Linked DNA regions of Sus scrofa: region 2 is linked to region 1. Evidence: chromatin contacts called from public promoter capture Hi-C data. All regions are on one chromosome and are shown on one strand. Each heading gives the region's core, a stretch centred on a gene start, on an enhancer-like site or on the middle of the called end of the contact. The rest is flanking DNA. Distances are from core to core; before and after follow the strand shown.

Region 1 (7,361 bases), core at 1,562-4,061:
ACTGAGCCACGACAGGAACTCCCCAGTGTTTTATTCATTAAGGCAAGCAAAAATATGAACCAATACTCATGGCAATTACTCTTGGAAAGCCAATTCTCAAACATTTACCAAGCACACCACTGGGTAGAGTTCAGATATAGACCTAAGTAGTCTAATGCTAGAATTCACATTAACCACCATATTGCTAAACAAAGTATAAAATATTATGGAAGCATGAAAAATTATAGAAAGCTGTCAATTCATAGAAGTATGATATATAAAATAAGTGGAAAAAAACAAAAATACAAAGTAGAAATGTCCCACACTGATATATACCATTGCTATATATCAGTTTGCATATAAAAGTGAAATTTGGGAGAAGCAAACAGAATTTAAAAATTTAAGCTTGTTTTCTCTATGAAGTCACTGAGTTACTTCTTAAAAAGAAGAAAATACACATCCATATATTCCCTTTAGAAACGATCCACTATTCTCCTCTAAGCTTTTCAGTGTATGACCTCTGTGGTATTTTATAAATACCCAGACTCTTTCCATACCGCAGAACATGGCTTCCATCTGATCTATTTCACCCAGACAACTTCTACAGACATTACTTTTAGGACTATGACTATGACTATGACCAAATTCAAAGATTCTTCTCACTTCTTTCTTGACTCCTGTTACACAGAACATTGTGGATTGATTGTACCTTCATTCTTGTCACTTTCCTCCCTTTTGATTTCCAAGACTGTGCTTTGTAACTTTCTCTACTATCTCTCATGGTTGGTCCTTCCAAGTCTTTAAATTTCTGTATTTCTCTTTATTTCATCCCCAAATCTAAGTATTCCAGAAAAGCTATTTTTAAAAAATTTATGGTTAAGTTCATTTTTAAGCTTCAATTTTCTCTTTTGTTTTGTTTTTGTTTTTAGGGCCGCACCCAGAGCATATGGAGGTATCCAGGCTAGGGGTTGAATCGGAGCTACAGCCACAGCAACACCAGATCTGAGCCACATCTTCGACCTACACCACAGCTCACAGCAATGCTGGATCCTTAACTCAATGAGCGAGGCCAGGGATCAAACCTGTGTCCTCATGAATACTAGTCAGATTCATTTCCACTGAGCCATGACAGGAACTCCTAAGCCTCAATTTTCTAATTGAAAAAAGGGACTAAAATTAGTACCCACTTCTTGTTGTGAATATTAAATTAATTAATTACATGAGGCATTCTGCACAAATAGTAAGTACTCAATAAATATTAGTCATTGTTAATGCTCACTGCTGTTATCTTTGTTGGCAGTCCAACTGCTGCTGATATCGATGAATCATTATTTACGGCATAGGTTTATATAATAATTAATTACATAAAAGTATATATGTGCATATGGTAACAGCAGGTGGCCGTGAGTCTTATTTCCACAAAAGGATCACGAGCTCCTAAGAACAGGGCAAGTTTGACCTCTTCTGATTCCACTGACCACACTGGCTCACCCTGGGCCCTTCCTAACTAAATTGATTTCAGAACACCTGTACCTCTTCTGAGTGGGAGGCTCCAACCCATCCTCAAGGCTGTGTCCTTGATCTTCAGCCCTCTTGGTTTTCTCAGGACTTATTCCTTCTTCCTGTAAGCACAGGTAGAGTTGAAGTCAGTCATAAGGGCTGCCAGGGGTGATGGGGATCACAAGCAGCCAAAGACCCTACATGAGGCCATGCAGCAGCCCACAAAGATGTGCTGAAAATAAACTGTTGAGTTACCGTGAGCTCCAGTCCTGGGTTCTCTATTCCAGTTTCCACTGTGGACGGAGCAATGGCCTCTCTCCCATTTGTTTTCTCCATCTGCTGTTCTCCTGAACAAAAAATTCATTGCCAAGTCTGAAAGATGAGTTGTTCTATAATGTGGGGCTGGGGAGAATCTTTAGGGTCAGTTATCTACAGGAAAAACAAAACTAAAAATGTTTAGAGATTTAGTTGATTTCTTTAAGAACTGAGAATTGACAAGCTTGGAAGAAAAATCCTAAAATAATAAACAATGAAATATAGACTTCTGCTTCCTATTGTGAATAGCTAAGGAAGGGGAAGTAAGAGAAGAAAAATGAAGGACAGAGGAATTGAAGTAAACCAGTGATTTAACCAGGACTCCAAGACCTAAAGGAAGGTTTATGGGACAACTACTTCCTATTAGCCTCCAGGAGGCCCCACTGAGCTGTGCAGAGTAAGAAGAAAAGAGAAAGGGAGGCAGAGGGCAGGAAAGACGGCAGCCCTGAACACACTACTGAAAAAAAAACAAAACAAAAATTAACAGGCTTTCAAGTTCCTGGCCATATTGTAGTATGAGAACTGTTGTTGGAGCATCTAAGAGAGCGGCTCATCAGATAAATAAAAGAAACCTACATGTATGTAGAGTAATCAGAATGGATGTTAATTATCCCAAATAAAGAAAAGTTTTAAAACAAAATGAGAGAATAAAGGAAAAAAGCTAACACTTGAGCCTCACTCTAAGCAACCTTAGTAGATAAACATTCAAGGTTATCTGAGATGTTTTTGTACTTTGTAGAACTTTCCTTTCCCTGTGGAATTGTCTTTTGTTTTTGCTTTTTTACTGTGAACTCTTCAACTACTTAAAATATATAATTTTATTAAACACACATAAACAGACAACTTTTGTTTTATAAATCAGGGCCTTCCTGTATAGGCATAGAACTACTTGAATTTGGTCTAAACACCATAAATTAAGAAATCTGGCAAATCAGGATCCTGCCCTCCTCCAATACCCTTACCTACTCCAGTCTGTAGGATTCCTTCCGGTGCCTCAGTGAAGGACAGAAAGAAAAACCAGTTCCTAGGGACCCTGACTCTGAAGGGAGGGGCTGGGGATAAGGGAGGAGGATTTCCTGATTGGCTCATTCTGCCTTGGGGCCCTTATTTGCTGTGCCTGTCCTTCCCTGTAGAGGACAAGTACAACTCTCAAGTTAAATATTTATATGTTTTAAAGACTACTTTGCAAGGTTAGGTCTAAGAGTTCTGCAGTAATTCCTAACAGGCACTTCAGCAGATGCATTGTCCAGCACTTAAGCTAGGCACAGGGGGAGTCTGTAAAAGAAAAATAAGAGAAAGATCTCAGCACTGAGAAAACTTATCATCATTTTTTACTGGAAAGACAGTTCTAAGAAAACAACAGAAGGGAAGACTGTGTATGATTAAATTCCAAATGACTGCCAGGAAGACTTTCTGTTAAACTATTTTTAACAAATTTTTATTAAGTACTCACTATCACCCAGGCACTGTTTGCTGTGCTGAAGATACAAAGATGAATGGGATGTTGTCTCTGCCATGAAGGAACTTACAAATCAGTGAAGAAAGACATTTGTTGAGAAAGGCTTTACAGAGTTGGGTAACATTAGCCCTGAGTCTGGAAAGTCTTGAAAGGTAAGTAGAGGATCACTGACAGAGGAAAGGAGAAACTTAAAGGCACAGAGGTGCAAAAATTGCTAGAGAAGAGAGGGAAATTTTGGAGAAATTAATGAAGGGGGGGGGCAAAATAAAATAAGAAATTAGTGAAGGAATGGAGGGGGGGAATGTGAATGGGATGGGAGTGGTTTATCAAGAAATAAGTCTGGTGATGGCATCAAGTGCCTCTATAAGCCAGGCCAACAGGTTAGGCCAAGTGGGGATGCAGGAAAGGATGGATTGGAAGGATGCACCCTGGGGACAAGGAGACCAGTCAGGAGGCAAAAGCGATAGTCAAGGTCAGACATGGTGAGGCTCTAACCGAAGCAGCAGGTGGATATAAGGAAACAAATATATAGGACATGGTGATTTATTGGGCATGGACAGAGTAAATGAATGGGGGCAGTTAATTCTTCAAAATTGTTCAAACTGATTTGTTTCTGCCTACTCCTATCCACCAGCGATACTGAACTTCATGTTACTCCCTAAACACTTGATGTTCCCTTCTGCCTGTGAGACTGTTGTGGATGCTGTTCCTTCTGCCTCTAACACCCTGCCCCTATTTATTTACCTAGAAATTCCTACACTGCCTTCAAGTCTCTGTGGCAAGGCCACTCTCTACAGTGAAGCTTTCTATTACCCCCTTCAGATGAGCCAGGCTGCCTTAAGACCCCTTTCCCCAAGTTCCTACTGCAACATGTTCTTGCACAAGTCTCCAGAACACACCTTATTCTAAAGGTTTACTTGTCTTCCTCTAGACCATGATCTCCTCCAGCACACACTATTTTGCTCACCACTGTATCTCCAGGCTTAAGGCCCATCACAAGATTAGGCAATCAATAAATATTTGTAAAATAAGTGGGAAAAAAAACAAACACAGAATTCTGGCTTGAGGAGTTCCCTTTGTGGCTCAGCGGTTAACGAACCCAACTAGGATCCATGAGGATGCAGGCTCAATCCCTGGCCTCACTCAGTGGGTAAAGGATCTTGTGTTGCTATGGCTATGGCATAGGAAAGCAGCTGTAGCTCCCATTTGCCCCCTAGCCTGGGGAACTTCCATATGCTGTGGGAGTGGCCCTAAAAAGCAAAAAAAAAAAAAAAAAATTCTTCTGACTTAGAATATTGGGTATGTGGATGATGATAACAATCACCAAAATAAGAAAATATATCTCTATCTCCTTGGTTACACACACACACACACACACACACACACACACACACATCCATAAAAGCCCTAGCATAGTAAACGTGTATTATATTCTGCAACCTAGAGCAATTCATTTTGCTTCTCTGGGCCTCTTCTGTTATTCCTGCCCTGCCTTATTGCCTAATGCTATATCACAAGATTATTAGGAAAATTAATTTAATATAGAAAAAAATTTTGGAAAATAGTAGATGAACTTAACAGTGGTCAGCTACTCTCTTGAGTTCTTATAGTAATGCAGGAATATTAAAGATATTTTCAAGCTGATGTCTGACTACAATCTCAATATGACTGTGAGGTCACTTTTACTCATCCCAGCTCACAGTTTATCTCTGTGTTTCATTTTTACCTTAGATTAGATTACTGCCAGTGGTGGGGCCAGGTCCAGGCGTGGTTATAGGCACAGATCCTAGAGTTCAGTCCAGCTGAAATGATGCCAGGGATCACATCTCTGTCTTCCCTTTCCCTCCCTCTTCACTCTTTCTTTTTCCTATAGAAGGTGTAAAACTCTATGTTTTTCTTATAAATGCAGGCTATGGTACTTATCTCACTTTTCCAATGGATCCAAATTTCCTTTAAATGCAGGTACTATTGATAACACCCAACTGCCAAGAGAAGAGAATTAATCGGGCTGGCACCTCTCCTCAATTAACTTCTGGCTTACAGGCTTGGGCTCTATTGTTTAAATATTTCTTTCTGTCTTATCACTTACAGTTTGATAAGCCCTCTCAAAGTACAGATCAGGAAGAATGAAATGATTTACCCAGAGTAAACAGCTAAGCCAAACCAATATGCTGGGATCTTCACTCCCAGTTCTGTGCTATTTCTGGGCTGTGGGATGAAAGGTAAGAGATGCTTCTGTTCCTACAGCCTTTTATAGTCTTTCCAAAGACTTTCCTACACTTTCACTGCTCATCCTCATAGCATTCCTGTAAGCAAGTCAACTACTAATCTTATTTTAGGCACACAAAAAAATTATATTCAGAGTTCCCGTCGTGGCTCAGCAGAAACGAATCTGACTAGCATCCATGAAGACACAGGTTCAATCCCTTGTCGGGAGCCATAGGGCTGCTCCAGTAAAGAAAGCAAAGCCACAGTCGGCACCTGCATGAGGCTTGTCTGGTTAGCAGAGCTACAGACAAGCTGAAGAAAGAAGAAGGATTGCGGATGCGTGGGGCTTGTCTGGTTAGCAGAGCTACAGACAAGCTGAAGAAAGAAGAAGGATTGCAGAGCAATCCCTTGAAAGACTTCGGTTCCAGGAAAATAAAAATGATATCCCCTAAAAATATGTTAATCTATTTTTCTGTGTTTATCTTTCCTTTTCTATCTCTAGTCACAGCTTTCTTACTGCTAAAGATTTGCCCTGGGTACGTAAAACACTTGAACCAAAACAGAATGAAGTTGTTTAAACAATGTAATGGAAAAAGCCTTTGTTTTGGAGTAACAATTTATGGCACCTATTTTGTGAGAGTATACAGGGGAAACTTATGATTTCAGTCCCTTTACTTAAAAAGAAGTTTGGGGCTGGGAAAATGTTGTTTGGCCTATAAATTGCTATTTTCTATAATAGATATATTTTTAACAGTGTCACTTGTAGCTTTCATCCCTTGTGGGATTTGTTAATTTTTGGGTATAATACTCCTTTCTATTGAAATTGGTGGTTTGGAACTTACGTAAATCAGTACAATAGGTTAAATGCTTAGCTTGCTGGCGCCAAATAAATCGTGGTTTTAGGAATGCCATGAGCCCAAAGCTTTCATGCGTTTTGTTAACCACATACACCTTTAGTTAAAGAATGTTAGGTATCATAGTTTATTACTTATTAAAGCTTTGTTCTTAACATAGAATAGAATAGCTACTGTTGTTGACCTTTTAAGAAAAATACAGTGTGAAACTTTAAGTTTGTAATCTTGTAGGAAAATCTGAAGTTGAAAGGAGCATGTTTTAACTAACCTTATTTTTTGTATCTCGGGTGGAGGGAACAAAAGGGCTTTAAATCAAATGTTAATGTTAAATCTTACACGAAATCTGATTGTGAAATGGTATAAAAACTGATGCTTTTCATTTAATAAATTGGGTCATCTGCAGCATGCAGCTGAGGAGTTGGCTCCAATTCTTTCCGCGCCGTTTGTAGCCCATCCTCTCCTTCGGCACTCCCTGGCTGCTGGGGCTGGACCTCGGCAATCCCTGGCCTCTCTCAATGGGTTAAGGATCCAATGTTGCCATGAGCTGTGGTGTAGGTCACAGACTTGGCTCAGCTCAGATCCCGCGTTGCTGTGGCTGTGGTGTAGGCCAGCAGCTGTAGCTCTGATTTGACCCCTAGCCCTAGCCTTGCTCAGTGGGTTAAGGTTCGGGATTACTGTAAACAGTATATCAACCATACAAATGTTTTTTTTGGAGTCAGTCTTCCAAGGCAATAAAAATAAAAACAAAAATAGGAGTTCCAGTCATGGCTCAGAGGTTAACGAACTCAACTAGGATCCATGAGGATGCATATTTGATCCCTGGCCATCCTCGGTGGGTTGAGGATCCAGCATTGTTGTGAGCTGTGGTATAGGTCACAGACTCAGCTTGGATCCCAAGTTGCTGTGCCTGTGGTGTGGGCCGGCAGTTACAGCTCCGATTCGACCCCTAGCCTGGGAACCTCCATCTGCTGTGCCACGGGCGTGGCCCTAAAAGGACAAAGAACAAAAAATAAATAAATAAATAAAAACAAAAATAAACCAACAGG
Region 2 (7,361 bases), core at 2,414-4,913, 39 kb after region 1:
CTTCTTTACAGAGGAATGTCGATAATAAATGCAGAATGACAGATTTAGTCACCATTTTGTACTCCTCACTGTAACAACAAATGTAAGCACAGATCATCAATGGATGCTAAAACCACTGGGTAAAACACTGTTGGGAACTAATAGTTAAAGGTCTAAGGACATCACAACACAACTTACTTTAAATTGTCAAGCAGAGAAATCTGATAGATTCCAACTTAAGCAAGTGATAAGCCTAGCATCACCAATAAAGAACAAAAGTGTACTATTGGCCAGCCTGCCAGTGTGACACACAGCAAAGTCCACAATGTTCCTTATGTACTTTATATACTGGTCTTTTCAAGAATGTCTAACCTGAACCTAATCACGAGGAAACCGTGGAAAGATCCAAAATGTGGGACATTCCATATGACCATTGCCAAAGACACTTTTAAAATGATCAGTGTCAGGAGAAAACAAACTAGCAAGAAAAAAATGGGGAACTGCTCAAATTTAAAGAGATTAAACAAGTGCAACAGGGGGAGCTTGATAAATCCTGATTAAGGACAAAAAAAACCCCCACAGCACTGAATATATAAAACATTCAGGGGAAAAAAGAAAAAATTAATATGAACTGTGTAATAGACAATACTATTATGATAATGGTCTTATGGCCCTATAGAATTCCTTTTTCTTAGGAAATGGCTGCTGAAGTATTTAGAGCTTGAAGGGTCATGATATCTGCAACTTGCATCAAATGGTTAAGGAAACAAAGGAGAGGGGGATAGAACAAATGTGGCAAAATGTTAGAAAGTAGTGAATCTAGGTGAAGGGTATACAGATTTTCAATGTACTTTGAATTTTTCTGTAGCTTTGAATTTTTTTGAAAAAAAAAAGTTAGAAGAAAGTAAAGCTTAGATAATTAAGATGGGGAAATTATGCAATGCTAAGTGGAAAAAAACAAGGACGGAATTGTTTATACCACAATTTTAGCTATATAAAAATAAGAACAAGAGAAATGATCTTTATTCATTTCAACATTTGTTAAGCTCCTGCCACATGACAGGCTCTGCACTAAGTGATGGGAACACCCGGCTTTCTCTTCAGAATCCTGAGTCTATGGTATAATGCTTAACATGCTTAAATTCGAGACTTTGCCATCTGGCAAACTGCACTCAAGGCTCAGAGGAACCTTGCTGTCATGGCCTCACCCCTGTGTCCTTGGTTGCTAGCAAGCTCAACAACCCTTGCTTCCAGGAGCCCACACTCTGGTAGCGGAGGAAAGTAAATCAACAAATAGTTTAAAACAAGAGTAAGTTCATCGTGCACATAAGGTATTACAGCTTTTTAATTATCATTAAACTCTACCCTTATGATATCCTCTCCCTTCCTCATCCAACTTTACTTCTTATTCTTCCTCACTTTGAATCCTCCACTTTTTTATGGTATGCTGCTTCCCATCTCAATGCCTTCACTCAACCCATGCTGACCTCCTGGTTTGTAATGTCCTTTCATGCCTTTGATTTATCTGTCCAAATCCTACCCAGCTCAGGCCTAACCCCCTCCATGAAGCCTGCCATCTTTCATGCAGACTTGGTTGATTCCTTTCCTCTGAACTGACAGCTTAATTCCATATTACTTAAGAATATGTGGCTTCATTTGACACCTACCCATTGTAAGCATTTTACAGTTTACAAAGCCTGTTCATATCCATCATTTCCCCTAACCCTCAATGACAATTACCATGCTGTCATGCCTTTTGCAGATATAAGGAAAGTGAGACAGCGGCATTGAGTACCTTGCCACCAATCCTCAAAGATCTGGCTACAGCCCGTAACTATTGTTGTCAGACACCCAGTGATTGAGGAGACCATCCAATGTGGATCAACTGGACCATTCTTCTGGACCAGTCTTTATTATCTCTATGTCCAGCATTGCTTTGTTAGCCAATTTTTTTTCAGCCTTTCAGGGCTGTACCTACGGCACATAGGTTCCCAGGTAAATCGGAGCTGCAGCTGCCAGCCTACATCATAACCAAGGCAACGCCAGATCCCAGCTGCCTGTGACCCATGGCTGGCTGCAGCTTGAGGCAATGTGGGATTTGTAACCCACTGAGCAAGGCCAAGGATCAAAGCCGCATCCTTACGCATACTAGTAGGGACCCACCGAGCCAAAATGGGAACTCCCTGTTAGTCAATTTTTTAAGCTGCACATTTTTACAATGTACATGGTATTTCCTCTATCATAAGCCATGAAATGAGGAACAATATCAGATGTTTCAGCATCTACTATAGCCCTTCCACTCAGTGTGGTGGGAGGACCAGTTGTATCTGTATCATCTGGGAGCCTGTTAGAACTACACAGGGACCCCATCCCAGCGAGACCTACAGAATCTGAAACTTCAATTTAACAAGTTCCCCAGGAGATTTGTGTTCACATTAAAGTTTGAAAAACACTGTTCTGTAACACCGACTAGAATGTGAACAGGGCAAAAACTCCACGAATATTTTGAGGGCCCTGGGAATCCTAGGGGATTCTCAGTTTTACCATCACATCTTACTCTACTCCAGCTTTAAGGCCTCTTCCCTTTGCGACATCTCTTGAGTCTTTGCCCCCTTACAAGGTAAATAGGAGCCTAAGAATAAGGGAGACACTGAGGCAGTGCCAAGGGGGGTGGGAGTGGGAGTGGGATGTTGGTGAGGTGAAGCTGCTTTCTAACTGAGCCAAAAGAAAATGTTGGCGTCAGCTTCAGGGTTACAACGTTTCTGGGGAGAAACGCTTTATTTCTAAGACAAAAATGCCTATTGCTTGAGCATCCCAGCCTCTGGAAGATAAGGGGTTTGTGATAGACAACATTGGAACTGTTTCTAGACTTGATTTATTGACTTGTCTGTTTTTATTCTGTCACTAATCTGATTGACAATGAAACCCAGGATGTGACTTGAAGGGATTTCTCTGTGCGCACACTGCCCTTAGGGCGGGGAGGAAGAGGGGGCATCTGCTTAGCGCGGGTGCGCCTGTGAGTGGGAGGGATTTGCCTGAGAGAAGGATGTGTGGAAACCCCACGGGAGACGTGGGTGCCTCTAGGGAGTTGACTGTAACGTGAGGCGTATCTGCCCAGAGTGGGTTTGAGTATGTGCGGGCGGGGCGGGCAGTTAGATTGGAGGCAGTAGGTGGGGCTCCCATGGTAGCACGCGGGAGGTGGTGGTTACAGACACATCTTACAGAACAGCCCCTGTTTCATACCCCACCCCAGTTTTTCCTCCTACGATATTATTTCCCAGGTGGGAGGCCTTGGGGAGGGTAAAGGTGGGGGCGGAAGGCTCCGGAGGGCCAAGAACCCTGGAGTCTGAGGGCTCCCCTCTCGGCGTCACGCGGGAGGTGGGAGGTGGGGAGGGGAACATATAAGGACAGGTGCGCCCCCATCAGGGGCACGTTTGGGCGACACATGGGGGATTCATCCTCAGAGGTCGCATTCCCTGCCCTCGGGGTCGCCACTTTACTTCTCCAGTATTCACAAGGGCTGGAAGCCTCAGCCCTTCTTTTACATGGGGCAGGGGAGGTAGACCCTTTTAGGTAGCGGAACCCCGCCCCTCCCTTGTTACTGACGAGCCCTACCCCCTCCAGCCGCCAGTGGAGCTCCGCCCCCTCCCCGCCCCCTCCCCGCCCCCAGCCAGGCCGCTGCTCTCCCCGCGTTCAGTCTGGCTGGCCCCATGTTACTGAGCGGAGCTCCTCCGGCTGGCTCCGGCCCGGGGCCGCGGGCGCAGGGGAGCGCAGGGGGCGGCCCGGGGGGATCGCGCCGGGGCGCCGGGGGTGCAGGAGCCGGCCCAGGAGGGGGTAGCAGCGGCGGAGTGGCCAAGTGGCTCCGGGAGCATCTGGGCTTCCGCGGCGGGGGCGGCGGCGGAGGTGGAGGCAAACCGGCGCCCCCCGAACCGGACTACCGCCCCCCTACACCCTCCCCGGCCGCACCCCCCGCACCACCCCCGGACATCTTGGCCGCCTACCGACTGCAGAAGGAGCGCGACTTCGAAGACCCCTATTCCGGGGGGCCGTCCGGCTCCGCTGCCCTAGCCACCCCTGCCGTCCCCGGCCCCACGCCGCCTCCGCGTCACGGCTCGCCCCCCCACCGACTTATTCGGGTCGAGACCCCTGGCCCCCCAGCGCCCCCTCCTGAGGAAAGGATCTCTGGACTTCCCGCCAGCAGCGACCGGGTGAGTGCCGCGCCGGGCGGAGGTGTCCAGGAGGAGAGGTGGTCAGCGGTCTGGGGCTTTCGAGAGGGACAAAGGTGCCCTGGCCGGGTCCGGGCCCCGCGGTGTCACGGTTCCTGGCGGACACAATTTTAGTCCCGGTCCCCAGGGTTCGGAGCCTTCATCCACCTTTGTTCAGATTCTCGACCTTCTTACCTGGGACGTGCTCCCCAAACTCTGCCTCTATCCCCTATTACTGCCCCAGAACTAGTGACACTCCCCCCCCACCCGCCCCCGCCCAGGCTCTGCTCTCCTCATCGCAGCCCCCGGAGCCTAATCAAGGAGCCTTTTTCTAACGGAATTTGAGCTCCCCTTCTCCCCCTTTTTATGGCCTTTCTGCCCCCTGGGAGCAGCAGCTCACTGCCCTTTGATCTCTGACCCCCGCCCCCAACCCCAGGGCGGCAGAGCTAGCACAAAGCTCCTTTCTTCCTTTTAAGAAAGCCAGAGCATCTTTGTAGGTGCTGAAGCTCCAGGAAGGAGGCGCAGGCTGGGTTTCTCTCTGTGGACACAGCAAGAGCTGGCCTTTGCCTTGCCCAGTGGCACTGGAGCCGGGTGGACTGTTGTTCTCAGGAAGCCAGAACAGGCAGTATGCAGGTCTTCACCAAGGATGCTGACCATTGAGATCCAGGCAGGCCCATTCTTTGTCCCCCCAGGTATGGGAACAATCTATGCTCAGAACCTGTTGCCCATAAGGGGCTAAGCAACTGAGTCCACTTCTCCTTTCCTCTCCTCCTCTTGGCCTCCTCTTGCCCAGGTTCATTCTAAGGGTGGTTACAGCTTTTCATGAATCTGCAGGCTTGGGGTGGAGAGGAGGGCTGGGCATTCACTGTTCCTGAGAACATCCACTGTGCCTTAGAGGCCCCTGTTAGAGAAGCCACCCCCTGCCCAACCCAGTGTGGCCTTATCCCTCCCTGACAGCTGAAAGCCATCTCCAGGTCCCTGTAGCGCTAAATTCTAAGACTATGACTCTGTGGGCTGCCCTGGCGCTGTTGTCCCTCTTCACTTACCCCTGGGAGCTTAGCTCTGGGGCTTTCTCCCCTCTCCTCAGCAGAGAACACAGTTTTATTTGATTGGAGGCAAAGTTGCTGTCTGAATCCATTGGCTCCATCCAGGGTTGAGGCTTTCAGCTGAGAGCATGCCACTGTTCTGCCTGATTTCTTGGGTAAGAAAATTGTGTCAGGGTCAGAACAGTAGCCTCAGGAATGTGAATTATTTTTCCCCTAGTTCCTGCTGTGGGGCATGGCTTCCCATCCTGGGCCAGGATCCTTAGTCTACAGAAGGAAGCTGTGCTTTCTTCACTCATCCTTTGCTTTCTCTTCTTCCTAACTGTTCCCTGCTGTTGCGGGCGATGTGTGGTGATGGTGGCAGTGAGGCAGACAGAACATCAGGCCTTGTTCTTACTATTGACCAGTTAGCCTCCTCCTCCCTGACCACTGCCTGTTGGCACATGGGCCTGAATTGTCCCTGGGCCTCCTCCCCTCTGCATCGTCTTGAAATGCTCCCCTCTGCATCGTCTTGAAATGGCATAACAGGCTGCCCACCAAGTTCTGTGGGCTCCTCCTGGGTCAGGACTGGGAACATATCTTCCTCATATTGTGTCTCTCAAGTACCTGACAAAATGTTTGGCATAAAGAGGAGTGGTGCATAAAAATGTCCTGCCAGGGTGACCTGAGGGTCAGAGACTCTCTTAACTACAGTTTCCCTTGTACATTTCCCCAGAGACCTCCCCCCCAAGGAAGGGGCTGTGCCCACACAACCATGCAGAAACCCACAGATCCTTCTCACGGAGGGCATCCATGCCTCCCCCTGGGTTGCCTCTGTGGTCTGTGGCTTGGGGGCTAAGAGGTATATGACTCCTTTGTCAGCTTCAGGGACAGGATGTAATACAGCAGGATTTCCTTGGAGCCACACAATCTGTTGCTCAGTGTGTGTGTGAGAAGGACCAGGATGCCATCTGAGCTGGCGCAGGCAGAGGGATGCTGACCTGGGGCCCCCCACCATTCAGAGAGCAGCTCCACCCCTTTAGGAGCAGAGTTCAGAGTATCTTCTTAGGGAGAGCCCAGACTATGTACCTAGGCCCCTTATCCTTGCAAAGCTCACAAAGAGTTGTGGCTTCTGGACAGTGAGCTGGCCTGGTCCCCAGGTGGGCTTCTGTTCCATGTGGTTGCTTTCTTCCTGGCCTTGGTTTCCCCTCCTCTCAGCCTTGGCTTGTTGCTTTTGGGTCAACTTCCTGAGGTAAGTTGAGGCTGGGGACCAGGTTGTGCCTTGGACTGGCTCATTTCTCTCTGCAGCCCAGATGTTGGGTGGGTCAGAACCCTCTGAGAGGTGCTGAATGGTGAGGTTTGGTGAAATGGGTAGAAATGCTTCTGTGGTGAACCAGAGACGTTGAGGAGGAATGAGCTAGTGGATTTGGGGGCGAGGGAGAACCCTGAGAGGCCTTGGGGCTCAGGACCATTAGCCTTCTCCCTATGCAGGGCTCTGGCTGCTGGCCCACCCTGAGACCCATGGCTGCAGTTAGCAGGGGTGCAAGGGTGGCCATCTGGGCAGCCCTGGCATGGCAGGTGTGGGAGCAGCAGGAGGCGCATCCTGTACCAGGCAGGCAGGGCCTTGCCATCTGGCTGTGGGAAGGCTCCCTTGTGGTGCTGGACCCTGTCTGGCCAACAGACCATGCTCTGGCAGGGGGGCTAGAGAGCTGCATCTACCCTTGCTTTGCTCCCTTTTCTTAGGCCTTCAATAGGAAAAACCTGATCTGATTAGGAAAGGGGGATGGGGATGGGAGAGGGGCTCCGGCTGGAAGCAGCTTTGAGCTGCCTGTGACCATCTGCACAGTGTGTCCTTTGCCTCCATCATGCCAAGATATGTGTGTGTGAAAGAGAGACAAAGACAGAGACAGAGAATAGAGAATGAGAGTGAGAGAGCAAAACAGAGAGGTGACTTGAACAATAAGACAGTCAGACACCCGGTATGAATTGAAACTAGGGCTCTTGTTCTTAGCTCATGGAAAGACTTCTGGGGTTCATGAACCTCCAGAAATTGTGTGCAGATGTTTGGGTGTACGAGCATTTTTCTGGGAAAAGGCTCAGTGCTCTCAGATTCTCATTGGTGTTCACAGGGCCCAAAATATTAAGAACTTTAAGG

What was found. Promoter capture Hi-C pulls out the DNA fragments that hold promoters and counts their contacts.
Region 2: a contact with region 1 is called in a promoter capture Hi-C map of liver, with 2.4 times the contacts expected there. The contact joins the promoter of SHF here to the promoter of SLC28A2 in region 1. A contact is called at or near these places in 1 of 5 promoter capture datasets (liver) and 9 of 47 Hi-C or Micro-C datasets (adipocytes, blood, embryonic fibroblasts and 4 more).

Annotation. Positions count from the first base shown.
Region 1 is chr1:126,508,297-126,515,657 of Sscrofa11.1, forward strand. SLC28A2 (sodium/nucleoside cotransporter 2) reads right to left here and starts at 2,812. Exons shown (of 18, transcript XM_013993042.2): 1 at 2,761-2,812; 2 at 1,735-1,826; 3 at 1,513-1,601. The coding sequence starts at 1,815. It overlaps LOC106509010 (a long non-coding RNA gene), which reads left to right and starts at 2,948. Exons shown (of 3, transcript XR_001306207.2): 1 at 2,948-3,405; 2 at 5,345-5,475; 3 at 5,593-5,662.
Region 2 is chr1:126,546,073-126,553,433 of Sscrofa11.1, forward strand. SHF (SH2 domain-containing adapter protein F) reads left to right here and starts at 3,664. Exons shown (of 6, transcript XM_005659642.3): 1 at 3,664-4,187. The coding sequence starts at 3,690.